Linked DNA regions of Zea mays: region 2 is linked to region 1. The links are chromatin contacts, called in public Hi-C maps. All regions are on one chromosome and are shown on one strand. The core of a region is the stretch at or near the end of the contact, and the rest is flanking DNA. Distances in the headings are between cores, read along the strand shown. Region 1 holds the start of LOC103654247 (TPR repeat-containing thioredoxin TTL4). Region 2 holds the start of LOC100381600 (trehalose-6-phosphate phosphatase4).

Region 1 (6,108 bases), core at 2,145-4,644:
GCATATGAATAATAAGCCGAGTCCAAATAATCTGAGCTAACAAACAGTAGCACCTAGCTTATTTAATCCAGAGCAAATAATCCAGATTATATAATCTAGATTATAATTTAGATTATATAATCTATAAGTTGAAACAAACAGGGCCTAAGTATTACAAATAATATAGTTGTTTTAAGGTATTCTAAATTTAGGTCTGGACCTTAATTTCTTAAACTATAGTATTTTAAACTATGGTATTTTTATGACTAGAGTATACTGTAGTATTTTAAAAATTATGGTTTTCAAAAACTTTGTTTTAAAACAGGGCCTAAGTAGTACAATGGTGTGGGTATCTGATTCGGTGATTCCTAATGACATCCTAAAATTTTTTGTTGTGTAGAGAATAGTGTAGGAAAATGATGGCAGATAGTACTTGTTCTCAGAGTTTTCAATTAATGCAATCATGAACTTGAAAAGGAGGGGTAGCATGCTTGCCGAGGAAGTGATTAGCTATTCAAAGCACTAATCAATGTGGATCTTACAAATTGCTAGCGTAAATTAAGGCAGAACGTTGTGTACTTTGCGGTTGACCTGCTAATCCAATCAGAACATATGCCTTCACTCCATGTGTGTTGGAGTGGTCCGGTGTGGTGTGAAATTTAGTTTAAATTTGACACAAACCCCTCCAACACACATAAATTGAGGGAGATGCATGTGAATTTAAATAAGGCATAAACGTTTTGATAATGTGGTGGTGTTTTTAAGAACAGAGATAAGAAGTGAGTTTTAGGAGGACAAAACTCTCCTGATTCGGCTTCTAACTCAATATGAGTCATAAAATTAAATGTCTACAAAAATATAACTATATATAGAATTATATATATATATAGAACAAAAAACAAAACTATAAATTTAAAGTGATAGTTTTATTTTATTCTACACTTTCTCCTGCGAATGGCTTTTAAGGTGAAAAAAAGTGGAATCGATCAAGAACGGATAATTCTGTTCCTACGCACCATCTTCATCGTTCTAAAACCAAAGTGAGCGGTGACGTAGAAGTAGACAATATTTTATTAGCTAAGAATTATTATATAGGACTTGCTATATTTTAGGTGCTTGAAACATATAGTATGTCTTTCGGGTAACCATTTTCACCGTTAATTTATGAACATGTAGAGTTGAGATTCATATTAAAGCAGAAAAAAAATCAAGCAAGAGGATGGATACATTATATCTTGAAGAGAAGCTAGAAATCAGACGTCTAAGAGCAAGTCTAAGAGACTAGCTAGATCATTTTATAAAGGTAAATTTGGGTATTATTAAAAAATAGCGTCTACAATAGACTATAAATGACTCTTCAAATTTAGTACCTATTCAATATTTATTTCTACACAGGCTCTCTATTTTTGGATAGCCTCCTTCACTCATCATACACAGATCTAAATTTACAGTATGTTGAACTAGTCTACTTTTTTTAAGTCTATTCTAAAGAATAGTTAAATTAGTAAATTTGACTAATCTTTTGCAGTTGCATTGCTAATTGTTACAACATACAATTATTCAAATTAGTGTTTTTATAAGGTCATAAAATTCAATTTTTTATTTGTAGCACCTTTATTCCAATGGTGTTAATATTGTGTTTTGTAGTCATGAACAATGTACTTTGAATAAAATTAGCGGCCAATGATGTCAATTTCAGATGCCGGTCAGGATCAAACTATGTTGTACAATAAAATATATGAGTGTCATATAAATGGCCAGTGATGGAACGTTTGAACGTGCACCGTTGAGTTCAACTACCATTGCACAGCAAAGAAAACGAAAAAGAGAAACAAAAGCAAACGCCTTCGGCCTACTCCACAAAGACTACGATCACAGAGTCCAGTACTTTAAATATTCTTTTGTTCAATGTTGTAGCAGTATTAAATATTGCTAACTAAAAGCAACTTGTACTAATATCGAATCGTATGTATAATTAACTAGTAGATAGAAGAAATGATGCATGCACTGTCACGATACAGTTGGTACGGAAGAGTTGAAACACGATTCGAGGAACAATGACACAACGGAGGGGGACGACGAGAAATTTGTATGGCCTCTGATCTGAAATTCGGCGAGATGTGCCACGTACCTGAGGTACAAGCCGCCAAGCCGGTGGTGAGCGCGATCGTACGAAGGGTCGATCCGGACGGCCTCCTTGCAGTCGGCGACGGCCTCGATGAGCCGCCCGAGCGCGGCGAGCGCGGCCGCCTTGTTGCTCCAGTACGCCGGTCGCCTCGCGTCCATCATGATGGCCTGGTCGTAGAGCGCCACAGCCTCCTCGTAATGGCCCTGCCGGTACTCCTCGTTGCCCATCTCCTTGAGCTTCTCGGGGTCCGTGCGGTGCGACAGCGCCCGGCACAGCTCGCCCGCCGCTGCCGGCGTCCTGGGCTCCCTGACGATGTTGCCCATACCGGAGGACGCGTACCCGTTGGGCGGCGCCTTCCGCTCGTTCGCCGCCGCGGTGCCGCCGCGCTCTACTACGGGGCTGCGCACTGCCGTGCCGGTGGCGCCCGCGTTCAGGTTGCCGAGGTTGCGGTGCAGCATCATGTTGCCCGAGGTGGCGCGCACCAGCTGCGTGGTGCCCTTGACCCTCTGGTGGTCGAGGATCATCCTGTCCAGCTCCGCGGCCATGCCCGTGTACTCCGCCGCGGGCTCCACGGCGGGCCTCGGGCCGCCGGCGCCGTTCACCGCCTTGGTGACTGTCCTGCCCCTGCCGTTCGCCGCCGGTGGCGCGGCGCGGGCGACGGCGCCGTTCTGCGCCGCCGGCACGGGCACGGCGTTGGGGCGGCGCGCGAGGGAGGATGCGTCGTGGTGCACGGCGGGCTTCTGATGATGCGCCGGGTTCGCCAACGGCGCCACGGCCGGGGCCTCGTCGATCCGGTGGAGGGAGGTCATGGATGCGGAGCGGCGACGGCGGAACAGTCCGCTGTAGATGCCGAACATGGCGCAGCCGGTCGGCGGGTCACGCGGCTCCGTCATGGCGACCATGACCGTGGCGACGTTCGCGGCCGCGCGGCCCCGCGGAGCGCTTCGCCGTGCGTCGTGAGTCGTGCGCGTGGGGAAGGCAGGGGATGATGGGCAGTGCCAAAGATGGAGAGGCAGCCAGAGCTAGGAGGTGTGCTGGCCGTTGGCTCCTGGTTGGCAACCAACGACGACGGGTTCCACAGTTGGGGTGGGATTGTGGGAATGTGGGCAGCACGGGGATTTTTAAACTGCGTGTGTTACAAGAAACTCCCTTGTGTGTGTGTGTTTTGGAGCCGAGAGGCTGGGACCGTGGACCCTCCCGTGCAGATGTGCAAGTTCTCAGTTTCTTCTTATATTTTCAAAAATTATTTTTCTCTACATCCATCCTTTTTTGTTTTGGAGATGTGCAGTATTCTCCATTGATTGCTGCGGGGTCATGGAGACAAAGACAAGGACAACGCGTTCGTACTGTGCAATGTTGTTTTTGTGTTTAAATGGAAGAACGCGCAATGAGGAAGTTCGTTTATAGCAAAAAAAAAAGAGGAGGAGGGGGGGGGGGGGGGGGGGGGGGGGGGTGCTAGTGCAAAACAAACTATGCGCTTACAAAGAGTGCGTGTGACAATGCGTCCATGAGCCCCATCTGCTCTATGTGGCTAGGGACGCAAAAAAAAGGACAAGGTTTGGTTAGGGGAGGATCCATAGGGGTACAGTAGCCCATGGCCCTTGTTTAGGTTTGTAAAACCTCACACAACTAATGTTCATTTACTGTTAAGTATAAAAAAAATAGCTTGACCAAATTAGCCATGTCCTAGATATTCTCGTCGGGTCGGTCCAGTCCTCCATACTTTCGCCCTCATCTTTAGTCTAGACTTCTCATTTATTTGTTCGACCATATTCTATCTGACGTTGCCTGAACCAATCCGCATGATGCACCTGCCACTGCCTCCTTCCCAACGCGTGACACTGCTCAACCCCAACCCCTTTTCGCCATCCTCACCCCGCTTGTCATCGTCGTGCCGTTGGTCTACCTAGCAGATCTGATCTCGCTCGTCATGACGATGCATCCTCGGTGATCGACGAGCTTGGTGAACCATCGAGCTCTAGCTCCCTATCGGAGAGGCAGTTTGACACCGCCACTTTCCCAGGGCCCATGCCATTTGAGGAGATAGGCATTCGACACGTACGTACTGCTTCAATTCGGTCAGGAAAAATATAGTGGTATGTTTGCTTCTTTTGTTTATATAGTTTTCTTCTTTGAACTTGTATCGTATATTGATATAAAACTTGAATTCTATACACCAGTGGTTTTTTACGATCTTGCTTGATTTTGTCACGTGGTTTTCTGAAAGATCTCTTGTGGGTTTTGGTGGTTTGGATGACAATCCAATTAAAGAACTAACATGTGTGCTAAGTGTTGAACAGTTGCATAGTGTGAAGCTTATAGAGTTCAATACAAGTGTTCAAGTGTGACGGTCCAAAGGCTGAGTTGATCATGGTTGTGGACATCACAAGTAAAGAAGAACATTATTTATGTGAGACTCGGTGTGATATCTTGGAGACAACCGGTCATGCTAAGGATGGAGGCAAGAAGAACTTCGAGGTACCAAGTGCATAGGGGAAGGTCATGGAGGCTAAGGTACCCAAAGCTAGGGTTGAAGAAAAAGACTTACAAAGTCAAGGATGATCGAGTTGAGAAGAGCTATGGTGCATCAAGGATCACTACCTAAGGACGCGACTTACAACCAATAAGGTAACATCTATGGTTATGTGGTGTAAGTCATAAAGCTCAAGCTCGAGATGTGGGATAAGATCACTAGAAGGAGTAGTGTCAAAACTAGAACCTGGAAGCAACCCAAATGAGCTAAGTACATCTAACCTTTAGTTTGGGTTGTTCCTATGTTTGGATGTGTTCTGTGTGACCTTTGCAGAGTGTTGGAGCTCATAGATGGCAATCTAAATCAAGTCATGGAGACTTAGAGTTTTGGAGTCCAACATCGACCCCAAACAAACCAAAAAGGGGCAAAACAATGAAGAAGGTTAAGGTATGCAATTTTGAGTGATCAAATATGTTGCATATACCTTCTACTATGCATATGGCAACTTGTTTTTGCTCTCTAACCATGTTTGTAGAGAAAGTGTCATTTTGGAGCTCTGTATGAGGTAAAATAGAAAAGCTAGAGAAGATGTGAAAAGATGTATGTTTCTTACACTTAATCAATTGGATTAAGTGCTAACTATGTTTATCTAAGTGCTATGGAACCCCTCAAGAAAAGGCAAAACAATTTGAAGAAGTTTAGCTCAAAAGAGTTAAATTTGAGACAAATTGTGGCTCACCGGACTATCTGGTGTGAACCGGACTCTTCGATCAAACACCGGACTATCTTGTGTGCCTCAGATAGGCTCCAGTGGCTCTTTCCTCGACAGACGCTAGCCGCCAACATCTTGTTGACGCGACAGTTGTCTGGTGCCAAGTCCCAAGAAGGAAGGCAACCAATCACGCGGTATAGTGAGTCCGCAGATAGGGAAGGTTTTGGAGCATTCTTTGGAGGAAGCAACGACTCCGAGGCCCTTTGGGACTATAAAGGGGACCCCTAGACGCTTCCAATCAGTACACAAGTACAACCAACAAGTGTATACATTCTCCCTCTCTTGTGTATCTCTATAGTTTGTATAGTGGCAAAGTAATAAGCCATTAGAGAGACAAGAAGTGCCGCTAAGAGCTAGAGCAAGATTCTGAGCGCATTGTTACTCTGCCGGAGTGCTGTCGAGAAGATTGTAAGCAGCTGCGACATCGTTGTAACCAGCATCGACATAGTGGAAGGCTCTATTTGTCGCATTGATAGATCTGAGCAAATGGAGGACGAAGTAAGATACTCCAAGCCAAGGTGTGACTAACTCCAACATGGACTAGGCAAGCATTTTAGACTTGGTCGAACCACGAGATAAATCCGAGTGACTGTGTGCTCTGCTCCGTGTTGTGTTCTATCTCTTTGTCTTAATTACTTTTCTACTTGTACTTTATTACTTATATGTGGTATAAGTTGTCTTTGAAGTGCATGATATTTTGAGACAGGAACTTCATTTCCACTGCGACCTACTTGACGTGATATTCTTTCCGCTGCG
Region 2 (6,108 bases), core at 2,533-5,032, 230 kb before region 1:
CCGTGAGCAGATAAAATTTCTTTGGGTCTTTCCATCTCAGATACGCATGGCACGCAACGCAGCAGTGTCTGCGAGTTGAGCAAGGGTTCAGTTTAATGATACCTCTAAGCATCCTTTTGGACGGGCCTGACCTACCTATCCTATCCCCATCTTTCCGACCCATGAACAGGATTACCAATGTCAGTATGCTGTGTGTTGCTGCAAGTACGCACATTATTTATTATTTTAGTTACATGATTAGTACATCTTTTGGTGAGGAGTACCAGACAGATTAGTAATTAACAGCGTAAAAGCTAGAACAGATATTGCCCAATGAAAGCTGCTGAGTGGCCAACTTAGGTGTCAGAGAATTATATGTTAGTTGACCCTTCTTCCTTTTTAAGCTGTTTCCTCTGTACTAGTAGATTAGTACAATATAGTTATTAGACAACACTTGACAGCAAGAAGAATCAGAACAGACGGTTCCTAACATGTGAGTCAGAAGCAGGGTCCTTGACATGTAGGCCTCCGTTGGGCCGAGCTCTAGTTCCTCAAAAACAGTTCGGACTCTAGATTTTTTAAGGGATCGGAGCCATTTTGCTACTTGTTTGATAAAATAGATTCTCTCCGCGTTTCTTTCTAATTATGTATGGGAAAAATATAGGTGGAGCCGATAAAAACCAGGTTTTTAGTGCTCTAGCTCTCAACAAAAAAAGACTCTATTTTTTTTAGGGTTTATCGGCGAGCCGTCGTTTTTCATAATCGTTTGATACAACTTTACGATAAGCTTGAGTTAGAGCCGTCTAAAGAGCCATATCAAAGGCACCCATAATCGTGCGTTTAGGCATATACAAATTTATACCTTGGATGTCGTATATAGGAGTGTTTAGTTTATAGGGACTAATTTTTAGCCTTTACATTTTATTCTATTTTAGTTCTTAAATTGATAAATATGGAAACTAAAACTCTATTTTAGTTTTTGTATTTGAAAATTTAGAGAATAAAATAGAATAAAATGAATAAACTAAAAACCAGTCACTATAAACCAAACACCCCGTAATCAGTCTCATCCTAGGACCCTTAAAAACAAAGAATATTATAACACTACCGCAATCAGGTTCTTTGGCGAGTGCTCGGCGCTTTATCGAGTGCCACTCTCGGCGAACTAAGACTCTCGACACAGACCTAGTTTACCGAGGGTAAAACACTCGGCATAGAAAGACACTCGGCAAAGGAGTCTTTGCCGAATGTCAAGCTCTCGGCGAAACACGGCACTCGGCAAAGAACCGTCAGCAACCGTCTATAGTTGACGACCGTTAACTTTGTCGAGTGTCAGGCGTTGACACTCACCAAACACTCGGTAAACCTTTATTTTGCCGAGTGTCTTTCCTTGACACTCGATACAGTATATTTGTTTTTCTTTTTTCTCCAAACGTTTTGTGGTGTGTTGCTACAATATCGAAGTGTTTGCTGAAACTATTAGATTTAGTTCGTTTAATTGTTTTGGAGGGAAAATCCTCCGACCGGGTGGCAGAGTGCACCCGCCCTGATCTTAAGATGAGGATGGGACCTAGGGATTGCATGAATAGCTGGAAGAACACGAGAGCACAAGGGTTAGAATGGTTCGGGCCGTCGGAGCGTAATACCCTACATCTACTATGAGTTGTATTATCTGGGAATCTCCGTGTGTTTTATTGCCTAGGAGTCTCTTTGTGTTATTGTGAGGTTGTCTACTACCATGTGTGTGCCTTCCCTTTTATAGCCTAAGGGAGGCATCACATGGTGACTGAGCGCCAACAAGTGGGCCTCGTAATCTATTGCTAGATATAGAGTAAGTGGAGCGTCGGTCCGTGGAGAACGGATATCTTCTCCTCGTCGTATAGATCTCTTAGCTTGTCGTGCCCTTGACCCGTTTAGTCAGAGTAGGGTATAAGTGTAGGTTGCGAAGAATTTGTTAACAAATGCGTAGCCATTGTTATTATGGCTTCCTGAAACCCATTGGCATGTAGAAGAAGTCATCTCCCTGGGCGGAGGAGACGACTCCATCTACTATGGAGCATATCTGCCGATCGTCGGCGACGACCTCGTTCGTGCTTGGCTTCCGGATGGCAGTGGCCACCTCGAATACCACTGTGCTCTGTTGGGGTTTGACGCTTGTGACCCTGGGCATCACAAGGCCTAGAGGAGCGCCAACAGCGGTAACCCCAAGCATCATGCTTGAGGTTTCCCCCGCTTTCTGCCTGATGGTGTTGGCACGACTGTTGAGGTGCCACCTAAGAACGATGGCAAGCATCTTGAGGCGTTGCTTTTTCGCCTTTCGCCAAATGTTGGTGAATCCACCTCTACCGAGCTTGTCGATGGATGAGTGGGATGTCATCAGCAAGGGGCCAGGCTAAGCGCCCCGCCTCTACCTGGCGCGTTAAATGTCGGACTAAGACGAGGACCGACGGTGTAGGATTTGGCGCTAGTAGGATGAACTCAAGGACACACAGAGTGTTAGATTTGTTTGTGTGCGGGGTTTGGACCGTACATCCGTTGTAAGTTGTATTGTCTAGGAGTCTCCGTGTGTTTTATTGCATAGGAGTCTCTGTGTGTTCTTGTGAGGTTGTCTATTACCTTATGTGTGCCTTCCCTTTTATAGCCCAAGGGAGGCATGTACATAGTGCCCGAGCCCCAACAAGTGGGCCTAGATATGGAGTAAGTGGAGCGTCGGTCCGTGGATAATGGATATCTTCTCCTCGTCGTGTAGATCTCCTGGCTTGTCGTGCCCTTGACTCGTCTAGTCGGAGGAGTGCATAGGAGTATATTGCGGCGTAGGCTAATGCGCTATCACACGTAGGGGTGCTCAGGCGTTGTTGTCCTATCTTCTCCGCCTGTCTCCTTTCGTAAAATTTGACAGTGCTTCGTAAAAGTTGTCACACACCATGTCGCCCACCGGGAAACTAAAACTCATCCAACAACGGGCCAGCCGATTACATCCAGTCGTACCAGGCTATGGTTAGCGGCAGCCGGTCGCAACTAGTCATGGCTGCATCACTGTCAACCACGACTAGTCAACAATCAGCCGATGTTCGACACCGTTGGTTGTCCATCAGCCGTGAGGGAGGGGTTGGAGCAGTCCTAGTGAATTTATTCTAGATGGACCAAATCTACTATATCAGAAGTTTCTAGTGGATCAAGAACGACATACCATGCTTTTTGATTTGGTTGATGAAAACAAAGCCTATCATGTATGACAATTTGACAAGGCCGAAAATCTGCCATTTTGATAAAGAGTTGTGTAGGTTAGATCTGCAACAATAGAGTAGTATCGACGATGTACTGAGTAACGATATCATTGTATATTGCAGATTCAGGTTACGGAACCCTGTAATCAGTAATAGAGACGTGAGATTCTCGATTCCTTTTACGGGACGGCATGAGCATAAAGAGAGATACAAGACAATAATAGAGAAACTCCTCTTTTGTTGGTTATTACGAGAGTGGTAGAAAAGTAGAATCTCTTTATGCTTATGTATTAGCCGTAGTGTTTCTTGACACTATGTTCATGCACATGTAGACCTACACCTACCTTCGCCCATGCCCAGTTGCCGTTGCATGCTACGAAACAAATCAATTCGGCGAGGGAGGCGGGCCATCATGCACCAATGCGGCTGCGGCCTACTAAGCAGCCCGGCGACCACCCCCGGCCCAGACGTCGGCTCCACTCGGGATACTACGTGGCAGGCCCTCTGGGCCCACCCCCGAGCTATAAGTACGCCGCACTCCTACTACTCCCAACTCGCATCGCATCCGCCCACATCTCAAGCCCTGAGAAGCCCGCACACTCCCCCAGGTCCCTGAGGCTAACTGCGTTCGTCCCGTCCAAGTGCTTCGTGTTGGGACGATCGAGAAAGTCGCCGGGTTTGCCTCCCACGAGCCTGCCCTGCTGCCTGGGGCCGCTGGTGAAGCGGAAGCACATGACGAACCAGGACGTGGTCGTGTCGGAGATGGGCATTGCGGCCGGGACCGCGCTGCCGGGCTCGAGCCCGGCCCTCCTGGCCTGCCGGGGCGCGGCGGCCGGCGCCATGTCCCTGCGGTACCTCGACCTGGCAGCGGCGGCGGCGCGCTCGGCCAGCTGCACCTGGGTCGAGGCCATGCGCGCCTCCTCGCCCACCCGCTCCCGCGCCGCCGCCGACGTCGACGAGCTCACGGCCTGGATGGTGACTCCACTTTGCCTCTCGTCTTCTTGACACGCGTCGGGAGCTTGCACGCGCGCGCGCGCGTGCATGGCTTGTTGCCTCCAGGTACGATGCTAACCCTGTTTCTCTCGCAGAGGAAGCACCCGTCGGCGCTCGGGAAGTTCGAGCAGATTGCCAGCGCGTCCCAGGGGAAGAAGGTCGTCATGTTCCTAGACTACGACGGCACGCTCGCCCCCATCGTCGCCGACCCGGACGCCGCCTACATGAGCGACGTGGTGAGGCCTCCGATCCTGCTGCTCTCCCCGGCACATACAACCTTTTCATGGCGGCCGGACGAAAGCTCACGCTCGGCTCACCCTCGACCTCGACTGACGTTTCCCCCCTTGCGCTGTACTGGTCCGCAGATGAGAGCGGCGGTGCGCGACGTCGCGAAGCACTTCCCGACGGCGATCGTGAGCGGGCGCTGCCGCGACAAGGTACATTGCCTGCGCCACTCGTCTCAGCGCCGCAAACACTTGACAAGCTCGCGCGTGCGCTTGGGTGCGTGCATAGGCCATTGGCTGATTTGTTGGCTTTCTTCTTCGTTCTGGCGCGCGCGTGCACAGGTGCGCAGCTTCGTCGACCTGTCGGAGCTCTACTACGCCGGCAGCCATGGCATGGACATCGAAGGACCAAGCTCCAATGTACGCTCGCACGCTAGAGCTCTTATCTCCTTCGATTGATTGAGTTGGTCGGAGACTAGCTCTCCATGACTGTCGTGTAATCAAATCTTGCCCTCTCATTCCAACCCTCTCCAGCCCGAGTCAGTTCTGTGCCAACCTGCGAGCGAGTTCCTCCCCGTGATCGACGAGGTACGCTGCGTGCTGCTTGCTAGAGTCGTCGATTAGAAGTAGAAGCACACTTGTCCACTTGCGCTTAGCTTGTGAAGTCCAGCCGATGCACGAGGAGATTAACAATAATGGCCGCGCACGCGCGCGGTGAATCCGCATTTTTTCCCGTCAGGTGTACAAGGCGCTGGTGGAGAAGACGAAGTCCACGCCTGGCGCCAAGGTGGAGAACAACAAGTTCTGCCTGTCCGTGCACTTCAGATGTGTAGATGAAAAGGTACCCCCCATCTTTGGATGCCAAGTTGCATCGACCACGCGCGCGCGGCTAGTTTATTCCCACCAGCTCTGTACCTGTCTTATAGTTAACACTTGTCTCTTCCTTGCTGCAGAGATGGAACGCATTGGCCGAGCAGGTCAAGGCAGTGATCAAGGACTACCCCAAGCTAAAGCTCACTCAAGGCAGGAAGGTAATTAGCTAGACTTGACCGGAAACACATGTACGGCATAGCTGATTGGCTGTCCTTGTCCTTGCTTAATAATACAAGTACTAGCTAGCTGGCTAGTGAGTACTACTAGTGAAGATCAGAAACTGAGCAAGACTGCTGGAACTTTTGGCGCGTGCATCAGGTTCTGGAGATCCGTCCGAGCATCATGTGGGACAAGGGCAAGGCCTTGGAGTTTCTGCTCGAATCGCTCGGTACGTGCGTTACGACAAAACAAAGCCCACCCCCCGCCCCGCCCCGCCCTTGTCTATTTCGGCCGTGTCGTCCACAGTTGCTGCTCTCGTTTCGCCTGCAGTTTTTATTCAGTACCTGCGCGCGTATCACACCTCCTGTCCAAACAAATCGCTGCTGGCTGATGCTGATGACACGCACACGCCGCCTATTTATTTTTTCCGGCTGCTGTCGCTCTCCAGGATTCGCCAGCTGCAGCGACGCCCTCCCGGTGTACATCGGTGACGACCGCACCGACGAGGACGCCTTCAAGGTGCTGAGGAAGAGGGGCCAAGGCGTCGGGATCCTCGTGTCCAAGTGCCCCAAGGAGACGAACGCCTCCTACTCGCTGCAGGACCCCGGCGAGGTCATGGACTTCTTGCTCCGCCTGGTGGAGTGGAAGCGGAA

The links. Hi-C and Micro-C count contacts between places; a contact is called where the count stands out from the background.
Region 2: a Hi-C map of leaf mesophyll shows a contact between it and region 1, with 4 times the contacts expected there. The contact joins the promoter of LOC100381600 here to the promoter of LOC103654247 in region 1. A contact is called at or near these places in 2 of 25 Hi-C or Micro-C datasets (leaf mesophyll and tassel).

The regions. Positions count from the first base shown.
Region 1 is chr4:185,599,064-185,605,171 of Zm-B73-REFERENCE-NAM-5.0, reverse strand. It overlaps LOC103654247 (TPR repeat-containing thioredoxin TTL4), which reads right to left and starts at 3,394. Exons shown (of 6, transcript XM_020552752.1): 1 at 2,111-3,394. The coding sequence starts at 3,009.
Region 2 is chr4:185,829,079-185,835,186 of Zm-B73-REFERENCE-NAM-5.0, reverse strand. It overlaps LOC100381600 (trehalose-6-phosphate phosphatase4), which reads left to right and starts at 3,782. Exons shown (of 9, transcript NM_001174419.1): 1 at 3,782-4,181; 2 at 4,295-4,435; 3 at 4,565-4,636; 4 at 4,766-4,843; 5 at 4,958-5,011; 6 at 5,163-5,264; 7 at 5,377-5,454; 8 at 5,615-5,684; 9 at 5,904-6,108. The coding sequence starts at 3,939.